2 separate regions of the Zea mays genome follow, and region 2 is linked to region 1. Evidence: chromatin contacts called from public Hi-C data. All regions are on one chromosome and are shown on one strand. Each heading gives the region's core, a stretch centred on a gene start, on an enhancer-like site or on the middle of the called end of the contact. The rest is flanking DNA. Distances are from core to core; before and after follow the strand shown. Region 1 holds the start of LOC100275076. Region 2 holds the start of LOC100304267 (Eukaryotic translation initiation factor eIF2A family protein).

Region 1 (3,942 bases), core at 528-3,027:
TCCATCGAGTACGAAACCTGTGGGTATCCATACCGCAGGTCCAACTGCCATCCCTAGTGTGGTCCTCTACTCCTTTGCTGGCTCCTCTGCCCCCCGACGTCCAATCTCCTCTGCAGTCTGCACAAACTGACTGTTGGCTCTTGTCTTGGCCTGGACAATCTGGTAAGTGGTAATCCTGATTGTATATGCATTCCATTAATCCAGAGTGTATTAGACAATCTGGTAAGCTGACTGCATATGGATTCCATTATTGCATAGTAGATTAGAGGTGAAATGATTGTCTGAAATTATAATATATTGAGATTTCCCTATATCGTTTAAAAAACTACGTTTAAACTTTATTTAAAATGTTAAAAAGTCAAAACTCCACCCATAAAGGTTTTAATGTTTCGTTGTTTTAATAATCTTATCGCTAATAATAATATACTAATATATTTTACATAAAACTATATTAGCTTAATTGATCTTTACCTAAAACACTATTATTAGAATGAAATCCAATTCCAAAGATCCAAATGGTATCAATCACAGTCACTGCTGCAAAGTTACTGTTACCAATAATTGGGATCGATATCATAGAAAAAAACTTCTCAACTTTAATGCCAATGTTCGTGAATGCCATTCAATAAGAGGAAGGTTAGGTTGATTTTAAAACTTAGGGCCTGTTTGAGAGAGCTTTGCTTCAAAAACTTCAGCTTTGATTTTCCAGTTTCACTATAAAACAGCTCCAGCAAATTGTTAAGGTGAGTTCTAGGAGCGTTTGGTTTGTGTATGGACTCCAACTTCTATAGTACAATTGATTTGTGTGGGTTTCCTTGATTATCCTTGATGATTAGTGTGTTGTCGCCAGAGAGAATGGAAGTTGTATGTTGCGTAACCAGTGGCATGGTGGGTAATTTTCGTACAGCTTCATGAGGAGATATAAAAACAGTGTTTTTCAAGCACCCTGTAAGGAGCTTCATGAATTTCATGAAACGGGGCTCTAGTTTCATTTTTTTTAAAACTAAAGCTCGTGGAGCTGGACGTGTTTGGGTTGAAGAAGTTAGAACGAAATTAAAATTCTTGAAGTGAAGCTCTCCCAAACATGGTCTTACTCTCTCCGTCCCAAAATAGATATATATGTAAATTATATTTATATGTTATTTAATAAATATATAATTAGTTTAAAACAAATTATATTTTAGATGAATTACATTTGGGTTTGTTCGGTTATTCCTATCCCATATGGATTTGATGAGATTGAAAAAGATTATAAATTTTTTTGATTTGTTCGGGATTAAAACTCATTCAATTTCACTCAGTCCATATAGATTAAGAGCAAAACGAACATGCCCTTAAACGGTGCAACATCACCAACCCCATGGAATATCGGTTCTGCTATCTTAAAATTTAATTTATTCTGTGCTAGGATTATTTTAAAATGAAAGAAGCACTATCTCACAGCTGATAATAAAGCGCAAAAAACTAATGGCAACGGAGAAATAATAATCTCAAATACGGCGAACAGAGACCGGCGGCGCGGGCGAGGTGGAGCTACGCATCCTGATTAGGGTTTATGGCGTGCTGACTTGGGCCGGCCTCAAAACTGGGCTCAGCGGGGAGTGTGTACAGTCCATAAACGGCCCAAAAGTTGAAAGAAAAGAAAAAAAAGTAATGAAATCCAACGGGATTTTCCGGCATCTAGCGAGTACGACTAGCGCCCCACGCTGCCGACCCGATCCAAAATCCGACCGTTGTGCAGCGCAGGAGCGCTCCCCTTCTCCTCCCTTCTGAACAGCTTTTCCGCCCGTCTCCACTGTTCACTCTCCAGTTGCGACTTGCGAGTCTTCCTGCAACTAGCGCGCACACCGAATTGTTGGCAAGAGAGAAACCCTTCCTCGTCCCGTTCAACCGGCGCCGCCGACTCGCGTGTTCCTCCCCGCGTCCTCGTTCTCCTTGCTGCTGGACCCGCTAGTGGGGATCGACCTGATTTCTCCTGTGCTGGTAAACCCTAGCGCTCTTTCCACCCCTCGCTTTTTTTTTGCCCGCATTCGCTGTGACGTGAACGACTGAAGCGAAACCGTGACGTTCCTACGGTACTTGAGCCCGTTTGGTCCAGTTGCGGCCATTCCTGGGATGCCGCGTATCGGCGTATGTGGATTTATTCGCTGTTCCGAGTTAGCCCTCCGTGTGGCCACACGTTTTGAGCACGCGCCCAAGGTCTCAGTGGGGTTCATAATCCATCAGTTAGGGGAGCGAGCGATTCGAAAATTCTTTCGTTGTTAATTTTTTGGCAGAAGCAGATCGGATGCTTATGTAAAATCCCAGTTAGATCTTGGTTGACTAATATAGAATATGTGCGTTTTGATGTTATTTATTGGGTTCACTAATTTAGTGGTGCTTCCGTTTATGCCATCTAAATTGAAAGTGATATCATACAGGTGCGCAAAGAAAGGTTGTGCAGTTACATCACCAATCTAGGCACCGTCTCCTCTACGGTGCTTGTTCCCCTGGTTATGTACTTCTGAATTATGATCCAGTTTTGCATGTTTGCCGTTTGGTGATACGTCGAATCCATATTAAATTAGCACCCCCAGAGCTTATTTCAGATCTTGTTCAGTTTATGTACAACAGAAATACCGTATAGAAGTCACCATTTATTGTTTCTATGTTCTGATTAGTTTCTCTTTACAGTCAATTGGATATTACCCAGGCTTTCAAGGTAGAAAAGAAGCTTTTTGTTCCATCATGGCCTTATCAACTCCAGCGTCTATTTTGGTTGACGAGAACCAACAGATAAATAGAGGTGAGATTGCATTTTTTGTCAAAAACTAATTTGTGAAAAGGAATTTTCCTGAAATAGATACATTTTTTTATCTGTATGTTCAGGTAAGAGGGCCGATGGACCAAGGGCCAAAGGGCTGAAGCCATCCGAGAATCCTGGCAATCAAGGGAGGAGAGCTCTTAAGGATTTGTCCAACTTCTCTAAAGGCACTGGTTTGAAGGACACTTCCACCCTGAAAGAGAAGTCCCAGCAGAAGCCTCGTAGTAATGTGGCCAACACTATTAAAGGCAATGCTTTGAAGGACAAGCCCATCCTGAAAGAGAAGTCCACCCAGGAACAGAGGTCAAAAGCTCTTAAGAACCCAATGAAAATTTTAGTTGATGAAGAGATCAAAATGTGCCATGAGTGGGCTAAGGATGGGGTGGAGGGATTTCACTCAACACAAAATAATTCTCAAAAGTTGGATAAGGATCTGCTAGACAAACGTATGATTGTTCTTCTTGGTTCTTAAATATGTGTGTGCGAGCGTGCACGTGTGTGGTGTATGGCTAATTATTCATGTTATTTAGGTGTCAAGAAGAAAGTGGCGGCAGTAAACTCAGCCTTGTGTGGTTGGCCAGATACAGTATTTGATTCTCTAATGTATCCATCTATGGTATGTGGCCCAATATCACACATTCAAACAGTACTTTTTCACAGTTGTCTAATGTATTAGGGATTTATTTACAAAATCATGGCCCCATTTCTTATGACCACCACAGTCCTATGCAAGCTCATGATTAAGCAAACAGAACTTGTTATTATTAAGAATGAGATTTTAGAGTGGGGAAAGTATATGTTACTTGATTGTGTAGTTCTCCTTATTAACTGATACAGTTGTTACTGGTCAGCTGGAATCATGGGGTAAACCAGTAAGGGCTTGTTCGGTTATTCCCAATACACATGGATTGGATGGGATTGGAAAAAATTGAGAAGAAGTTTGACTTGTTTGGGATTCAAACCAATCCAATCCCGCTCAATCCACATGGATTGAGAGCTAACCGAACAAGCCCTAAAATGATTAATCACCCAGCTTTCTGGTAGTAACGGGTAACTACTATCACAGAAGTTTATATTGTGTTATCTACTGACAAGCTTGATCTTGTTTGGTTGCCCCAGTACCTTATAGTTTTGACAAA
Region 2 (3,942 bases), core at 659-3,158, 200 kb before region 1:
ATACCACCATAAACCACAGCAAATTCAGAGCCAGAGGAAGACCACTGCACATCGTGGACTGGCCCGTCCTTTTCTGCCAATACATTATAGTGTCAGATACCAGAAATTAAAGGATAAATATTTTCAAACCCTAAGAACTTACTGAGTGGAACAATTCCTTCGAAGGCCCTGTCAGTTGTCAAGTAGTTCAACTTGGTTTCACCATAGTAACTCTGATTGGTTTTATCCACGTCAGCTTGAGCAAGAATTAGAAGGCCAGTGGACCCTTTGTTCCACTGTAATTGAACGGTGGAACAGCGAAAAAAGCTCCTGCGAGCAACAACTTGATTTTGTGCATCCTTGTTGCAAGAAAATATCTGAACGCTAGCTGGAACACCCTACTCGAAACCAGAGAGACAAAGAGATGAGTAACCTTGTGAAACTAGTTTGCAGAAACACAGTCTAATTACCCAAATAAAATGTAACAAATCAGACCTTAGCCTCTGGGACGAATCCAGCAACATGAGATCCTGGTGCAGTTGCTAGCTTCATCGTAGCTATGCCAGGCATTCTTATCCTATACAAAATTCCTTTTGCAAAATCTTTTGGATCAAAGAATTGTATCTCATTAGGCATCATCCGGCAAGCGACCGATTCATCCGCAGAAAACTGAACCATTGGCCTGCGGGTTCAGTCAAAATATCATGCATCAAGAACTCAAATGCATCTCATGCTTACGCAAATTGAGCCTAAATCAGATTTATAGATACTTTCTCCTATACTGTCTCAGGTTTCTTTTTTGCCTAAGCTCGTGTATGCAGCTAAAGGAGAATCCACATAGAATGGTGGCAGAAAGTGTCAGAATATCAAACCCAGGAACCAGGATAAAATTTTTAATCAGTAGCCAATCCAATCACTAAGGATCAGGTGCTAGGAGATATCTTTAAAATCGAGTACCAGTTTTGTTTCCTTGCCAGTCTCCCAAAAGAAGCATCATCCAGCTTGATAGGGACCTCAGTGATAGATGTGTATGCAACTGTGCAAGAGTTCAAACATAGCTACCATATGACATCGCTGACTTAACGAATTATTGCAATAACAAATATGCTGGATGTAGTTAACAAGCGAGCGTCTGCCACTATCTCCCATAAAATGTTCATCTGCTAAATCAGTATTAGTAAGATGCTAAATGCTACAAAATGTACCCACAGTACATCTCTACAAGCATAATGAAGCATAAAGAGTGCAGGCAGGCAGCATAAGTTATCAGTGTCATGAGAGCCCAAGTAACACGAACCAGGTGGTTTTAGACATGCTCTTCTGATAGTGTTGGTAAAGAGCGGCAGCTGTGTCGACGTGCCAGACCGTGACATTCTTCTCCTGCGGCGAGGATGACTTCTGGAAGGTCTGCAGATACGCCCCCGTGGGCGATAGCGCAGCGGCGAGGAGACCCGGGAGCTCGAAGCACTTGACTACAGCGAGTGTGCGGCAGTCGTAGACGGTGGCCGAGGCCGATGCCACCGTCGCGAGCAGGCGGGCACCGTCGGTGGAGAAAGAGGTGGCGCTGCACGCCGTCTTGGGGAGTCTCTGCGGCGGGCTGGTGGTGCCCGGCGGGTAGGGGGGTCCGGACCACACCGTGACTCCGTCGGGCTCGCGAACTGCGACGTTGGCGCATTCCGTCAAACGCGAGATGTTATGGGAGAAACGCGGCGAGGAGAGAGAGAGAGGGATGTGTGAGGATACCTAGGATCTCGAGGGCCGGCGGTGGCGATGCCATGGCCGAGCACGCGACAAGTCCTCTGGGGCCGCCGGCGAGATCGCGAGCACAGTGACGCGCGGCGGCGGCGCGGGACGGAGAGGTTGGGGACGGCGTCGCGTCCAGGAGAAGAGATGCGGGGTGCTGTCAATTTGCTTGCTGCTGCAGCTGACAGGTGGGACTAAGTCACTAAGCTTCGTGAGGCCGCCGTTGTCAGTGTAAATGGATCGTGTTCTGGGACATGGGCTACTTTAATAGTCTGGGTTCCGTACGATCTGGCCCATTTTAGCTGACTGGTCAGCCCACCCAAAACCTTCCTGAAATTGCAAGTTGGGATTCATTCTAGTGGGCCATCTAGGAAGAGAAAAGAAATCCTAAATCCTAAAATAAGAAAAAACAATGTATCTAAAAGGCAAGAGAAAATAGTCATCACAATAAGAGAGAGCGATTTCTCTAAAGTAGTAAGAAAAAAATACCTGGAGATAAAATATCCTTAAAATTGAAACATAGCTACTACTAAAATCCCTAAAAACGGATTATGAAAACGAAACGGTACCGAATGCTAAAAAAGCAAGAAAGAGAACAAATATCAATGGTCCGTCTTCGCCTATAGCGCTCGAACCACACCCGGTGCTTCATGTGAGCCACCAAACATGTTGCCGCGAGCCAAGTAGCAAACCGGGTTCCCATACTATCCCTCCTTGGCTCCTTGTTCAAGTGGTTATCCTTTAGCTCTGCGGCTCTGCCCATCGACCGTCGTGGCTACCTTCTTTCCCTATATTTTTTTCCTCCTCTAACTAGTTTGGGAACCATATTTTTCCAAAATATTTTTTATTTTTACAAGAAAAAATGAACTAATCTTACTTCGAAAAATGAAAATTATTTGAAAAAATAGGGTTCTCAAACTAGCACTAAATTTCTAAATCTCTAGCCTAATTCGTCGAAGAAGCTCAATCTCAACGGACGTGGAGAAGAGCGAACGGATCAGGCGGCGAACATTGAGCTAAAGAATAGTGTGAAAATTGACCGAGAAAAAAATCAGTCATAAATGAGACTAGAATTAGCAGCGCCCTATCGGGCGCTATAAAATTCTCTAATCTAGCATCAATGTTTGAGGAGAAATGGTAAGAATCTATATGAACCATATGATCACTGAAGCATCCCTACGACTTGACTCATTATTGGACGATCCTGTGGCTTCATCTAAATGCATAAAGACAAGTAATATTTCTTCAACCATCTTCCTCAGATATTGCAGTAAGCTCCGATGAGAAATGGTAAGAATCTGCTGCAGGCATATTAGGATCATCATCTTCACAGAAGAATGGCCTAGAAGGCATTTGCAGGCCCAGGCCATGAGTGCCACACTCGAGCATCTCTATGATCTCGCCCATGGTCGGACGATCCTGCGGCTTCATTTGAATGCAGCGTAGCCCAGCGATGCACAGTTTCCTCTCCAACTCATGCATGTCTGCCGCAACAGAAATCTCGCCAGCTTCTTGTTCCGCTAGACGGTCATAAACCTAGGCCGGGTACTATGCTCGGCTTGAGTTGGCTGCATTCCTTCACCCTCCTGCCATGTCGAGCAGTAGCATACCAAAACTATAAACATCAGATTTGCTTGATATGGCACCAAAGCTACGAGATATCATTTCAGGAGCTATGTACCCAATAGTTCCCCGCATGGCGCTTGCTGGCACAAAGCTCTTGTCTCTAGGGTACAACTTGGCAAGGCCAAAGTCAGAAACCTTTGGGACAAAATTGCTGTCCAAAAGAATGTTGTGTGGCTTGATGTCAAAGTGAAGGATCTGTATGTCGCACCCTAGATGCAGGTATGTAGTTGATTCCCCTTGCAATGCCCAAAGCAATCTCGTTGAGCATATCCCAAGAAAAACTTCTTTCGGCCGAGAATATGTACTCACAGACCAGTGCCCTCCTCATTTCCTCTGCACAGAAGCCCACAAGGCGAACCACATTGATGTGGTGAATCCTACCGATGGTGGAGAATGAACTCGCCCCCATTGCAGTTGGAGTTGCCCAGCATCTTGACGGCAACATACATATTGCCTGCTGCGAGTAGTAGGCCCTTGTATACGGACCCGTATCCGACATGCATATTGCAAGTAACGGATCCCAGCGAGGAAGAGGGCAGCTGTTGTGCATATCCAAATTGGCGTCCACAACCCAGAAGGAATGATTGATATAGT

Evidence for each region. A called contact is a pair of places that touch in the nucleus more often than the background predicts.
Region 2: a Hi-C map of leaf shows a contact between it and region 1, with 10 times the contacts expected there. The contact joins the promoter of LOC100304267 here to the promoter of LOC100275076 in region 1. A contact is called at or near these places in 14 of 25 Hi-C or Micro-C datasets (bundle sheath, ear, endosperm and 5 more) and 2 of 3 datasets of contacts at active chromatin or transcription factors (leaf and seedling).

What each region holds. Positions count from the first base shown.
Region 1 is chr5:185,967,168-185,971,109 of Zm-B73-REFERENCE-NAM-5.0, reverse strand. LOC100275076 reads left to right here and starts at 1,777. Exons shown (of 6, transcript NM_001149264.1): 1 at 1,777-1,983; 2 at 2,693-2,785; 3 at 2,869-3,249; 4 at 3,334-3,419. The coding sequence starts at 2,728.
Region 2 is chr5:186,170,305-186,174,246 of Zm-B73-REFERENCE-NAM-5.0, reverse strand. It overlaps LOC100304267 (Eukaryotic translation initiation factor eIF2A family protein), which reads right to left and starts at 1,908. Exons shown (of 13, transcript NM_001165710.1): 1 at 1,723-1,908; 2 at 1,277-1,637; 3 at 475-661; 4 at 143-377; 5 at 5-73. The coding sequence starts at 1,756. It also overlaps the pseudogene LOC103628745.